4 separate regions of the Mus musculus genome follow, and regions 1, 2 and 3 are each linked to region 4. Evidence: chromatin contacts called from public promoter capture Hi-C and targeted proximity ligation data. All regions are on one chromosome and are shown on one strand. The core of a region is the stretch at or near the end of the contact, and the rest is flanking DNA. Distances in the headings are between cores, read along the strand shown. Region 1 holds the start of Asrgl1 (asparaginase like 1). Region 2 holds the start of Tle4 (transducin-like enhancer of split 4). Region 3 holds the start of Eef1g (eukaryotic translation elongation factor 1 gamma). Region 4 holds the start of Osbp (oxysterol binding protein).

Evidence for each region. Promoter capture Hi-C pulls out the DNA fragments that hold promoters and counts their contacts.
Region 1: a contact with region 4 is called in a promoter capture Hi-C map of pre-B cells, with 2.4 times the contacts expected there. A contact is called at or near these places in 6 of 39 promoter capture datasets (the 3T3-L1 cell line, cranial neural crest, hippocampal neurons and 2 more).
Region 2: a contact with region 4 is called in a promoter capture Hi-C map of pre-B cells, with 2.7 times the contacts expected there. A contact is called at or near these places in 2 of 39 promoter capture datasets (erythroid cells and pre-B cells).
Region 3: a contact with region 4 is called in a targeted proximity ligation map of astrocytes, with 4 times the contacts expected there. A contact is called at or near these places in 6 of 39 promoter capture datasets (the 3T3-L1 cell line, cranial neural crest, hippocampal neurons and 2 more) and 1 of 130 datasets of targeted methods (astrocytes).

What each region holds. Positions count from the first base shown.
Region 1 is chr19:9,134,006-9,137,212 of GRCm38.p6, reverse strand. It overlaps Asrgl1 (asparaginase like 1), which reads left to right and starts at 1,647. Exons shown (of 7, transcript NM_025610.3): 1 at 1,647-1,698; 2 at 2,226-2,426. The coding sequence starts at 1,659.
Region 2 is chr19:14,596,215-14,599,552 of GRCm38.p6, reverse strand. Tle4 (transducin-like enhancer of split 4) reads left to right here and starts at 1,370. Exons shown (of 20, transcript NM_011600.3): 1 at 1,370-2,185; 2 at 2,699-2,796. The coding sequence starts at 2,141.
Region 3 is chr19:8,965,407-8,968,846 of GRCm38.p6, reverse strand. Eef1g (eukaryotic translation elongation factor 1 gamma) reads right to left here and starts at 1,806. Exons shown (of 10, transcript NM_026007.4): 1 at 1,622-1,806; 2 at 473-631. The coding sequence starts at 1,633. Tut1 (terminal uridylyl transferase 1, U6 snRNA-specific) reads right to left here. Exons shown (of 9, transcript NM_197993.3): 9 at 2,637-3,440. The coding sequence ends at 2,687.
Region 4 is chr19:11,964,244-11,967,222 of GRCm38.p6, reverse strand. Osbp (oxysterol binding protein) reads right to left here and starts at 1,379. Exons shown (of 14, transcript NM_001033174.1): 1 at 927-1,379. The coding sequence starts at 1,282.

The sequences.
Region 1 (3,207 bases), core at 398-2,897, 2.8 Mb after region 4:
GAGAAATCAGCTTTTGAATAATAGAAGGATAATCTTTACACGGTATACAATAAAAATTATGCCTACAAGGTTCAACTACATAGTAAGTTTGAGGCCAGAGTGTAATGTATGAGACCATCTCAATTTCTTTTTAACTAGAGCAAATTCAAACTCCTCTCTATAGCAGAGCCACTCTTAGAGCCTCACATTCTGATGTAAAGTCTCTCGAAGAAAGAGAAAGGGGTGAAGATATCACTAGTGGGAAAGCATAGAATACTGTGGAAGGAGGTGGACAGGCAACCAAGACTGGGTAATACCAGACCTGATGCTCTGGTTTCCAGAATCAAAGGCTGGTCCCTTCTCCAACATCTCTTTTGCATATGATCTTTCTTCAAGCAGAAATCTCTAATTATGTAGCAAATAAACACAATAAATGAAACCCACCCCAATGAGGACAAGACAAATCTACTCAAACCTTGCTAATGCAAAGGAACCAACCAGCCACTGGTTTTGGTAGAGACTCAGAAGCAGGCAAACGGGTAGGAAAGGGCTCTATGGGGAAACAGGCTGTGTCCTGTTTGGATGCTCTTGGCCTAGGGAAGCTAGGGATAGACTAACTAGAAAAGATGGCCCTTTGTGATGGTTAGGGGAATCAGATACAACTTTTCTCTAGTTGGTGGTAAGATGGAAACAAGAAAAAATATTAGGAAAATTGGCACTTACCCACCGGGTCCTGACCATTTGAAGCCATCTTTATTGAGGTTTATTGAGGTCTACAGAAGTAATGGTTGGGAAGTCTTACACAAGGTCAGCCCTTTTCATTAACATATGAGCCTGGGTTGCCCCACCTTAAAGAGAGAAGGACTTGCAAAATGAAAGTCTATCTTTGACACCAACTCATCTAGCCAATAAACAGTACAAAGCGATTGATAACGAAAATAAAATATTGCTTCAGTAAATTTAAAATTAGAAAACAAAGGTTGTGAGAAAAAAACAAACTCATAATTCAAGTAAAATTGCTTTACATAATAAAGCAGGGCATTCTTCCTAGGTGTCACTGCTACAGAAACCTGTAGATGTCACTGGCATCTGTTCTCCCTCTTTGACTATCAGAACAAAACTAGACTCTAGGATCCCTTTGGTGAATACGAAGTGTTTGGTCTTCTACCCCTGCCGCCACAACTGCTGGAAGCAAGGAAAGAAGAAATGTCAACAAAAAGAGGGCACTGAGAGATGAAAGGATTTAGAGCTGGCATCCCTAGACTTAGAGGAGGAGAGGAGCTGGGATTTCTGGGCTCTCAGAGTGTCTAATGAACAGAATCTGTCAAATTAGAGGCAGAGGTATACTTTATTTTCTTCTCTTCCGAAAGATTAAGATGGGGAACTTAAAGGGAAAAGGTTTTAATGTAGCATTCTAACTAGCAAGACTTAAGAGCATGCGATAATTTCAAGGCAAAGGAGACAAAGGGTCCCGCGTGCTACTAGGGAAGTAGAAAAGCAATGTTATTCTAGATCTGGAGTCCCGGAAGGCTGGTGCGCAGCGCTAGGGACCCCGGGGCTTTACGGTAACTCAGCAGCGCCCCGGGCCCCCACCCTCGTGCGCAAGCGCGGAACCGTTGCCTGCAGAGCGGTTGCAGGCGGAGCGGTTTGCTGCCTGGTGGCTTGGCCAGTTTGACATCATGGCGTGCGCCCGCGGCACCGTGGCGCCGCCAGTCCGAGGTATGGGAAAAGAAACAAGAACAAAAATGTAGGATTTACCAGAGACGAGGAGCTCAGGTCCGAAGGACGTGGGGAAGTCCAGTCCTCAGGGTACCCCGGACCCTAGGTGGAGTGAACTGGAACAGAGAGCACGGACCCCGGGAAACTGAGGCACAGAGAGATTCCTGGGAGGAGGGCTGGAGCTCTGATACATGCGACCTCAGTACTGGCGCCGAAATAGAGGCTGGTGTTCTCTGGGGAAACTGAGGCTGAGGGGTAGCGCTGTGGCACAAGCGCAGGCTCGGAGTCTTGACACCAGGCTTTCTGAGCCACAGATGCCCCTGCCAGGTCGGAGTGGGAGAGCATGGGGAGGAATGCTGGGAGGCTTGGGTCGCTTTGGGGTTTTGTAACAAAACTCTCACTGAGCGGGGGGGGGGGGGGGGGGGGGACGGACGACACTGAACGGAAACAACTTTGACGCTGCTGCTCACTTGAGTTGGTTCCCTTGGACCGGTACAAAATGACACTCGCCTCTTCCTGATGCCTAGCCTCCATCGATGTGAGTCTCGTGGTGGTAGTCCATGGTGGCGGAGCAAGCAACATCTCAGCCAACCGGAAAGAGCTGGTGCGCGAGGGCATCGCCAGAGCGGCAACCGAGGGCTACAAAATCCTCAAGGCGGGAGGGAGCGCGGTAGATGCTGTGGAAGGAGCCGTGACTGTCCTGGAAAACGACCCAGAGTTCAACGCAGGTAAATTATGCTTGCCAGGTGAATAATGCCAAATCGGAGCAAGTTCCTGTCCACACCGACGCGGTATCCTTCAGTCTGACTGGCTTTGTGGTCAAATAATACTCTAGAGCAAGATGCAGTGCTGAATTTCCTCATTTTGCACTAAGCAACTTGTTTTGAGAATTTTTTTTAAGTCTGTTAATTCGCCTTTTATATAGCCTGCCCCCTAAGAATTCAATACTAAAAGCCAGGCATCTTGTTGGAGAGCCCTCCATAGCCTGAAACCATCTTCAAGCCTCAGCCTTCCAAGTGCTGGCTTTACAGGTGTAGACTTTTGGTATTTGTGGGTCTTGAGGTAGACTCTACATACCATAAAATGTAGCCATTTCGGCTTTGAGACCTGTGTGTACATTCCCTCCCTCTACCCCTCTGCATCTGTGTGTTTTCTCTGCCTCCCCCAAATTAAGCTCAAAAATCTTGAAACAGATGCTGGGAGAATCTTTTATTATAATATCCGGTCCCTGCTAAACAGTAAAGTCACTAATCATCTTCTGACTAGAAAATTGACTCTGGATAGGTCTCTAGGTGGAGACTGATCATTTTACAGACCAAGCCCTAAGTGGGAATTTGAGATTTACAGCCCCTCTCATCTTCTAGAAAAGAAAAAGGGGCCCCCACAATGAAGCAATCCAAAAACTATCCCTGAATTTTGGGGATGGGAAAAACCTCCAAATTGGTGAGTATGGTCGTATGCCAGTCCCAGCTCCACAGCAAAAGTGGGCCCAATACCCAGCACCCTTCC
Region 2 (3,338 bases), core at 121-2,620, 2.6 Mb before region 4:
CGCATTTTAATAATTGGGTATGAGACAGAGGCAAGTCCTCCATCCTCTTATTTTGGAAATTAAATTTACAGAACGGAGGCATTGTATGAGCCTCAGTTCTGGATTTTTAGCAAGACTACTGCAGTCTTTCTTTGCCTCGGTGTCCTCAGTGGCCAGTACTAGTGAGGCCCACAGAACGCCTTGAATTGGGCATTAAGCTACCGGTTCCTCTGTCGTGGAAAGCGCTATCATTAGGAAAAACGTTTTTCCCACATTTGTTGAACCAACAGCACCGTATTAGCCTGCACTTCGAGTTAAGGTGGGACTCAGAAATGAATGTCCCAAACACAGCAGCCTTGGCTACAATCCTGCTTGACTTTTTCCGAATTCTTTTGATTGCCCAGGGGTCAGAGGTTCCTTAGCTCAGCCTTAAGGCTCCCAACACCCGCCAAGTCTCAAAACTGCCTCGGGCGGGCTGCCACTCCCGGGTTCTGACCCTCTTCCGTAGGCCATCACAAGCCCAAGGCCCGACGGTCCACACTCGGACCCTCTTTCAACCCCGGAGTAAGTTGACTGGTGCCTCTAAAGAAAGGGAATGTCAAGAGTCTGCCGGCCGGGAAGCTCTGGGACCGGCCCAGTGCACGCCTCCCGGCTGCGGCTCTAAACCGGGCCGACGGCGTCCGCGCTCACGCGGAAAATTATGCCGGCTCCAGCAGCGCGTAAAATGGATGTGAACCGCACGGAGTGGGATCAGCGCGATCCTCCCTCTCTTGTCTCAACAGGGGTTTCGGCGCGTTGCACAAGGCCGAGCTTGTCTCTTTACGGAGACATCGGGCCCTAATTAGTGCGCACCCCCGCGCGGTCGCCAGGCCTGGGCTCCGCGTCGAACGGGAGATGAGCCTCGGAGGGCGTCTTCGGACCGGCCTGCAGTCTCACCGCCATCGCCGCCGAAACCTGCTTCTAAAGATGCAGCCAGTGCAGCAGCGACAGCAGCCGCCGCGGCTCGCCACCCCACGTTACTTTGATTGACAGCTGAACAAATGTTTCCGCGGTTCGAACGCTCGCACTAGGGAACAGCGGCCAGGGCGAGGCTCCGCCCCGGGCGGGCCGCTGCGCCCCGCCTCCGCCAGCACCAATTCTTTGCAGTTATTGGTCGGAGCTCCACGCCACGCCCTGTCCCCACGTGGGCCTAGCCTGCCCGGCCCCGCCCTCCTGGCTTGCCATTTGTCAGCGGTGAAATGATGGGCAGTAACACAGAACCGCGATTAATGTTCAGCCATCTCCGATTGGTTGATGCGGCGCCCTCGCGCCGCGGGAGGGCGGGGCTCCTGGAGAGCGCCGCGGAGAGCGCGCGGGGCTAGCCGGAGACTGTAGTCAATCTGGAGGCATCCTTGGCCACAGTAGCCGCGCGAGGACTACATCTCCCGGGATGCTCCTTGGGCCCTCCGCGGATGGTCGTGAATATGTATCAGAATGTTAATGATTAGCTGCTGCTAAATTTGGTCAAAGAAGTCACCTACACAGAGCGCGTTGTTAGAGCTGTTCCGAGCGGGCGTTCGGCTGTTGGCTGCCTTCTTCCCCCTCTTACACACTCGTGTATTATTTTGAGGTGGTGTTCGCAGAGTTTGAAAGAGAATTTTAAAAAGCCGCAAGCGTTTCGCTCTTTTATTTTTATAATCCCCTTCAATTTGGGGCTAAAAAAACAGGAAGGAAGAAAAGGAAATGAAATGTGGTAAAAGAAGCTAAAAGGTGCCTTTTAAAAGATCGTTGCTGTGAAGTGAAAAAAAATCTCCAGAGAACCCCCAAGCGCCGCGAGACCTCTTCCGAACCAAAGGAGTTTGCGCTCGCTCTCAGGGAAGAAGCGACCATTCATTCCGAGGAATAGCAGCCAATTAAAAGACAAATAAAAAAAGTTTGGAGTGGGGCGCGAGCAGGCGGGCGGCGCTCGGCGGGCGCGGGGCTCGGCGGGCGCAGGACGGACGGTGCCCGCCGCCCTCAGTGACGCCCGCGGGGAATGCGGAGCCGGCCGCCCGCGCCCAGCCGCCGCGCCTGCCTGCCGCCCGCGTCACGCGAGACCCGCAGGCCCGGGACGCCGCCGCGGGGCCCTCGAAGCGGATGAGCCGCGCGCCTCTGCCTGGCGCAGCCAACTAAAGCGGCGTGGATGATTCGCGACCTGAGCAAGATGTACCCGCAGACGCGCCACCCGGTGAGTGGCGCCGCGCCCGCAGCCCTGTCCGCGGCCGGCCGCTCCGAGGGTGCGGGAGGCGACCGACTTGTAGCCATTTTCTTATTGTTGTCTCTGAAGCCCCGGGAAGCAGCGCGCCGCCGCTCTCCGCCCGCGCGGCTCTCCCGAGGGGGGCGAGCCGGGCGGCGCGAGTCTGCGGGGTGGAGGGCGCCGGCGGCCACAGGCCGGACTCGCTCTGCTAGCTGACGGCCGCTCGACGCCATGGCGCGGCTGCCTCCGACGGGCCACTTTCGATTCCGGGTAGGGAGGGATGGGAGAGCCGGGCCGGGGGCTCGGGGGTTTGGGGGGTGACGGGGGGAGGCGGAAGCCAGGCTGAGAAGCTGAGCCGAGGGAGGCCGCCCGGAGGCACCGGGACCCCAGCAGGCGAGCGAGAGGCGGGAGCGGCGCGACCAACCCCCCCACGTCTCGGACCGCGGGCTGTCCACCCCCCACCTGCGATGTGGGCTAATTAAATATTTTATTGTTGTTCTTTAGGCACCGCATCAGCCTGCTCAACCCTTCAAATTTACAATTTCAGAATCCTGTGATCGGATTAAGGAAGAGTTTCAGTTTTTACAGGCTCAATACCACAGGTAACGATATTGACTTTAGCTGATCCTTCTGTTTGCTTAGCTCTTGTCTTACCCCCTTCCAACACTACCCCCCTCCTCCCCCACCCCCCCACAAAGGTATTACCATTTCCCCCCTGTGGGCAGAAAAGGCAAGTCAGGGCCTCTTTTTCCTTTAGGCAGGTGTAAAGAAATTAAGCATTTTCTTCTCCGGTAAACAGAAAAGGAAGCAGAACAATCGAAACTGGGGAGACTTGGAAAACGCTGAGGCCAAACTTTCGATATTGATTTATTGGGTCAGGAGGCTGGAAGGTTGGGAAGATTCTGGGGCCCTTTGACTTCTTGCTTCTTTATTACTCTGGGCTGCATTTCTTCCTTCTACCATCATGGCATAATTTAAGAGCCAGGGAGTTAAGCAGTGAGCCATTTCATTACTTTTATTAAAAAAAAAACAAATAATAATAATAAAAACAGGACACCCCCCCCCCCCAATGCTTTTGTGTTCAACGCTCTTAGACTTGGAGTGCTTTTGAAACATGTTTGTTTCACCGGGTCCTTAATGATGC
Region 3 (3,440 bases), core at 557-3,056, 3.0 Mb after region 4:
CATTAGGTGCCATCCAGACTTAGCATTTGCCTCTATATTTAGATTTGGATATTTAGCTCTACTCATGCTCTATGGGGTAAGAATCCAACTCTCAAGACATACTTAGTACATACATACAGATAACACCTGGTGAAAATACATTTTATCCTACAAATATAAACCAGGCCTGGAACTCCTGACAGTCACTGAACAGCTGTGAATACAATGGAACTTCATAATTACAATGGAGACAGGATCTTACTATACTTATAGGCTTGCTTCACACAATCTCCCTGCCTCGGTCTCCGGGAGCTTTCAAAATTATTTTTTTCCTTTGGGCAGTCAAGTTCAGAGGCTTTAATAGGTTACATTCCTAGCCCCTTAAAATTTCTTTAAAAAAATATATATATAAATAAATACACACACACACACACCATGGGGGCCATCTCCAGAATAATGGAATTCTAGAGATCCCAGATGCTTCCCCACTCACCTTGCCGGCAGGAAATTTTCGGAGAAATTCAGGGGTGCGGTTGGTTTGGCCAAAGTGGAAGTGGGGTGGTGCGGAGAGCACGCGGACCTGAGCCCCGCTGTACTGAGCAGCGATGAGGGCCTTGAAGGCCCTCCAATTTTCAGGGTATGTGTACAGGGTCTACAAGAGAAAGGGTGAAGGATGGACTAGAGGCAAGGAACCCTGAATGCCACTCCCCACGCACACTTCCATGCAATTCCAATGTGCACAGCTTAGATTCACTCCTAGTGAACCGAGTATGCCCCATGTAATCAGAGTCCTCTGAAATACCAAGAAGAACATCCCAGCTGCTAAATAAAGCTTACCGACAGATGTGACCTCTCTTAAGGACATCTCTAGAGGCATTCTTCCCTTCAAAACTTCTGGTCCCATCTGCCTAAACACACGAACACTCACACCCATCTCTCCCAGAACCCTTGTTTCATTCATTGGCGGTGACCCGGAGTCTAACTACTTCCAGGCTGCTATCACTTCAAAAGCACACACACAGACCAAGGGATTTCAAAGTTCCCCTCAGAATCGACACGCTGAATTCTAATGTTCATCAGTTATTCTTCCTGAAATGCCTTTCTTTGCACATGGCGAATTAGCAACCCTCTGGTCCTGTCCTGCAGTGAGTTCCCAGTTGTCTCCCTACTAAAATCTCACCAGCAGGGTCCATATGGGCTCACTTCACCCCCCCTTTATTCCTCTGGCTCCCAAACCTCCCCGAAGGTCAACTCCCAACGTGCCAGTCGCCCCTTCCCACAAAGACCCTCTCCTTTCCACGTCCTCGTTGTTGTCCCACAAAACGGTGGCAAAAGTTCCACCAACCTGCTCAGACGCCACACCTCAAAATGGCAGTGAGGTTAAACACTTTTTAAAGGTCCAGACAATGGAGACCCAGCATCTTTTTTCTCCTCAACCCCAGAACGTTCCACCTCTAGCCTCTGAGCCCCAGCCTCAGTTCCCCTCCAGGCCCTAGAAACCATGCTCTCCGACCGTACGGCTTGTGAACCCCAGATCGGCTCGCGGCTTGGGTCTGAAACTCCCCTGGCGCCGACTGGCCCCACTCAGGCAAAGGATGGCGGTGGATAGGGTGACCCTAATCACCGGAGCCGGCAAACTTACCCCAGCCGCCATGGTGATTCCGCAGAGAAAGGGGGTGGGGCTGTCGGTGCTGCCGCAAAGTAAGCCGCAAAGGAGACAAGGGAGGAGGAAAGGAGAGAGCAGTGTGGAAACAGCGGCCGGAAAGCGAGGACGGCATAAAAGGCATACGCACGACAGTTCCGTCTACAGCCCCGCTGAGTTGGAAAAAGCGAGGGGTGGGGCCCGCAGCCTGGAGCGCAGAGAGCGGGCGCCTGCGTAGTATAACTCTGGACGATCCTGCCCCGCCCGCGTCGCCGACCAATCGGAAGCCTGATAGGAGACGGAGCTCACCCAGGGAGGGGAAAAGTGTGAGAACCCGGCGGAAGCACCGCCCCTCGAAGGCTGGTATCTGGAACCCGTGACAAACTACAGGAACTGCCTTAAGGAAGGGGTGGCAATTTACTGAATTCCTTTTGTTCCTGTTCGGGTTTTTTCTGTAAAGGGTCTGTCTGTTCAGCTGGGGCCCACGGCCGAAAACATCTGAAAGTAGGTCTGCTCCGATTAAACTCCGTGCTGTTAAAACTTACACAACAAAGCAGCACGGACCAACTTGCCACGTCACCAGCACCACTCAGGCTTGGCTGCGCCCCAGAGGGTCGGGTAAGGCAGCCCAGTTCTGATACAATAGTTTACACATATCCAAATTTGAAAATAAATCTTGACTCCAGCTTATGGGCAATTTGAACTCTCTTTCACGTTAAAGGATAGAAAAGACAAACCCTAAACCCAAATTTGTGGTTCCCATCACCTGGAGCAGCAGGACAAGTCTCGTGTGGGCAAAGGTTGTTCTCAGAAATCAGTGCCTTTGCCTCGTGGAGGTGGCACTCCCTAGGAAAGTGCTGGCAAGTGGGAAGGAGAGCTCTGAAGTGGAAGTCATAGGACTGTTTTAGAGTAGTCAGGCCAGAAGCTACATTGAGGCAAAGAAAAAAGGCGTTACCAGGAGGAAAACAAAGACCTCGTAATGGTCTTATGAGGGAGTATGCAAAAGAACATTAAATGTCTGTATGAAATAAACTAGCAGCTTTATTGTTTTTGAGGTTTGGTTCCTCACTTGAGGAGATTTTTAAGTGCTTGAGGGATAAAACCCTGTAGAAAATGATGAAGACCAGGGAACAGGCCTTGGGAGTCCTGGAGTGGGGCCACAGTGAGTGTCTGCTCAGCCTGGGAGGCAGATGCCACAAAGCTGAGGAGGGGCTCCCCCGGCGGCCTCTCTTGCTCACTATTGGGTCCTTTTAGTTCCTGGGTCACACGAGCTTCCATTGCCAGCCACTCTGCTCCTGTGGTGGGACCTCCTCTACCTTCTTCCTTGGTTTGTTGCTGTAATCGTCTCCGGGCACGCCGCCTCCCCTGCCATACTTGGTGCCACAAGGCACAGCGCCAGCTCACTGATGATGGGTGTGATGCCTCCTTCCCTGTCTCACCCTGAGACCCTTCTCCAGCCACTTCAGGTTTCATGGGATTATGCTCAGCTGCCTTGTCTAGACAGTTTGCAGTCATCAGGGGCAACTCCTCCTCTGGTGGTCCCGAGTGCAACAAGGCCCAGTCCTGAGGTGTCTCTCGAACCTCTATTACCATTTCTTCTACCTCATTTTCACTGTGGTCCCCTGCACATCCCTGTGGCTCCTCTTTCCCTTCCTCGAAGCTCTTTTCTTGCCCACCAAGTCTCTGTCTTTTGTTCACCCCTCCCAAGGGAGAGTCTTTAATTCTGGCACCTTCTGACCGTCGTCTCTTGGTTCCCTGTTCTATGTGGCATCCTAGTGCTTCCCTTAACACATCCACCAAAGCCATAATGACCTGTGGA
Region 4 (2,979 bases), core at 130-2,629:
CAGTTGCATGTAAGACATCCAGCCACAATGCAAGGCTGTTGGGAAAGCTTATAACCTGTCCTCCAATCACCTCTCAACACCTCTGTCTAGTAATATAAGCCCCGAAGTGTGACATGTTATGACCATGCTATGAGTCACAGTAAGTATACATTAACCATACCAAAATAAGCACTGTGAAACCTTAACAATCATTTCAAAAACATGTGTTCTTCCTTTAATAAAACTTAATCTTAAATAAAACTAAAAGGTGCACGGTGACTGCTGGATAAGACAGTCATTCCCATGGGAAGAGGTGGGGCAGGCAAAAGTAAAAGCTATGGTAGAGTACACATCTCTATTGTGGACTGTCTAGACCGAGAAAGTACGCGCATGCTTGAAGAGGTAAGACATATGGTGGACAGAATCCCAAAGTCTCCCTGTGTGTGGTATTCTGATGTCGGAATGTGTATTCTGAGTAGACATGGGCAGGTATATCAAGGGTGTATCAGAAACATTAAATTTTAGAGACTAGAGCACAAAAAGTTAGGAGTTGTAACTTCCACTGTAAGTTCCTGAGGGACAGTGCCCGGGCTCGCGCTGTCTGTGCCCCTCCAGCTTCACAACAGTGCCTTACTTGCAGAATTAGCGATTGCACCCACGTGGTAGCGGAAATACAATGGCAGAGCAGATGCTCTCCAAACAATTGCTGACAGGAAAGACCCAGGGATGGAGGCAGATGAGGCACTAGGGGCGGGTGACAGCGGAGACAAGAGCAGTGTGTCAAATCTGCAGGTTCTGACTTCTGCAAGCTGTCAACCTGTGCAGGTGACAGACAGCGACCCAGGGCGACCTTGGCAGTGAAGCCAGCCGGCGGAGAGTGACAGCGCGGGTCTGTGGGCTGCACAGGGGGGGAGGCCAGGTGAGCGTGGCGCCCCGGAAGCAGTTACCTGTAGTAGCTTAGGAGCCCGTTGCTCAGCACGAACCATCGCCGCTGGTAGCCTTTGATGTAATTGGTCCATTTGAAGAGCCAGCCCTCTCTAGCCGAGCCCGAGCCCCCGGCGCCCGAACCGCCCGAGCCCGCGGCTGGCGGTGCAGAGCCCGGGCCGCCTGCCGCCACTCCTCCGGCCCCGGGGCCCGGGCCGCCCGCCGTCGCCGCCGTCGCGGCCGCCACCCCGGGGCCGGGCCCCGCGTCCCCGCGTCCGCCGCCGCCTCCCACCGCGGGTGGACCCGCGCCGCCGCCGCCCGGAGCCGCGATGGCTGCCGGGCCCGGCCCCACCACTCCTCTCAGCTCGGTCGCCGCCATGAGCCGCCGCCGCCCGGAGAGACACGACCGGAACCGCCTACGAGCTCCGCCGCCGCCGCCCGGAGCGCCCAACACGGCTAGCGCTTCAGCCGCCGCCGCGCAGCGTCCCCGCCCCGCCAGCCCCGCCGCGGGAAGGAGGGCTCGACTGCCGGGAAGGAGGGCGGCGATTGGTGCCGCCAAGTGTCACTTGCGGAAGACCCCGCGGACATTGGCATTTCTCTCGGGCCTGTCATGCTACTCCGCCCAGTGAGAAGCTCAAGGCGCGACGCGTCCTCCAGGCCTGCTTTCGATTGGCTAACAGGAAAGCCAATCAGGCAGGGCTACAAAATCATTGGTGGCTTTCCGAAGTCCGAGGACGGGAGAATGCAGAGCTCACGGCCGGTTTGGCCTCCGAATGGCTAGTACTTCCGTCAGTCATTACAGTTTATGCTTCTGTCATTGCCACGTCACCCCCGCCCATCGCGCTGCCCTTCATCCTCTTCCGCCCTTACGGATTGGTGGTTGATATCAGCTGCTCAAACCTTTCTACCAATTACTGAATGCATTGAAGTAAATGGGGCAGAGTCCAGCCTTCACATACTCATTCTTATTTTTTATTGGCTGACACCTATGTCTTTCACCTGTCGGTGGAGAGGCAGGGCTATGATTGGAGATGATTGGTTCTGGACATTGTCAGTGAAAGCTGCAGTTGGCCGAGATAGCAAATAAATTCATGGATGCACAAGTGGGCAGGCACGTTTGCAGCTTTAAGGAAGTGATGGGTCTCTATAAATGCTCTTGATGTGGGTGTGCTGTGGAATTCCCTCCTTCTCAATTGAGACTTGCAGATGGCCTTAATAAAGAGAGATGGATGGTTCCTGGGTCTCCTAGGGATTCCGTTTTCATATCCTGCTTCCGGAAGAACCCAGAGAGAGCTTCCTCGGCCCCCTCCTGGACTCACGACTCCTCCAATCCTCACCCCATTCCCTTTCCTGGTCTACCCTCTGTCTCTTCACTCTAGATTCTAATACACTTCTATTAATTCTGACCATCTAGTTGCCGACCTTATTTACGGGGAGAATAGATTGGCAAAGACCTACTACCTACCTTTATATCTCTTTTCCAAATCTAAAGGCCCTTGTTAGGTTTAGTGTGGTAAAAACACAATTAATTCTCTTGTTTATTGCTAGGGTTTTGTTTTGAACTGGGTGTTGAATGATTAGATTTGATCAGCTTAATTACAGCTGTGTTAGAGGTCACAAATTTCAGTAACTAGTCCAGCATTGAGCTGTTGTGAACTATTATTACAAAAATAGCCAAAACCTGCATTTTGGGGAATCTAACACCTATTACAGTGTAGCAGTTTTTGACCTGGCAGTAGGAATAGGGTTTAACTTTTATTTATTCATTTCTTCTGATTTGTGTGTGTGTGTGTGTGTGTGTGTGTGTGTACACCTAAGTGCAGGTACTTGTGGATGCCAGCAGAGGGCATAAAATCCCCTGGAGCTGGAACTAAAGTTGGTGGGTAGCCAACCCATAAGAATACTGGGAACAGAACTCAAGTTCTCTAGAAGAACAGGAACTGTTAACATCTCTCCAGTCCTAGGAGTTGCTTTTAGATACTGTAAAAAACTATTTACCTCATGAATATCAAGAAGTAATCTAAGCTGGGAGGTGTCGGCACATACCTTTAATCCCAGCTCTGAAGAGATAGAGGT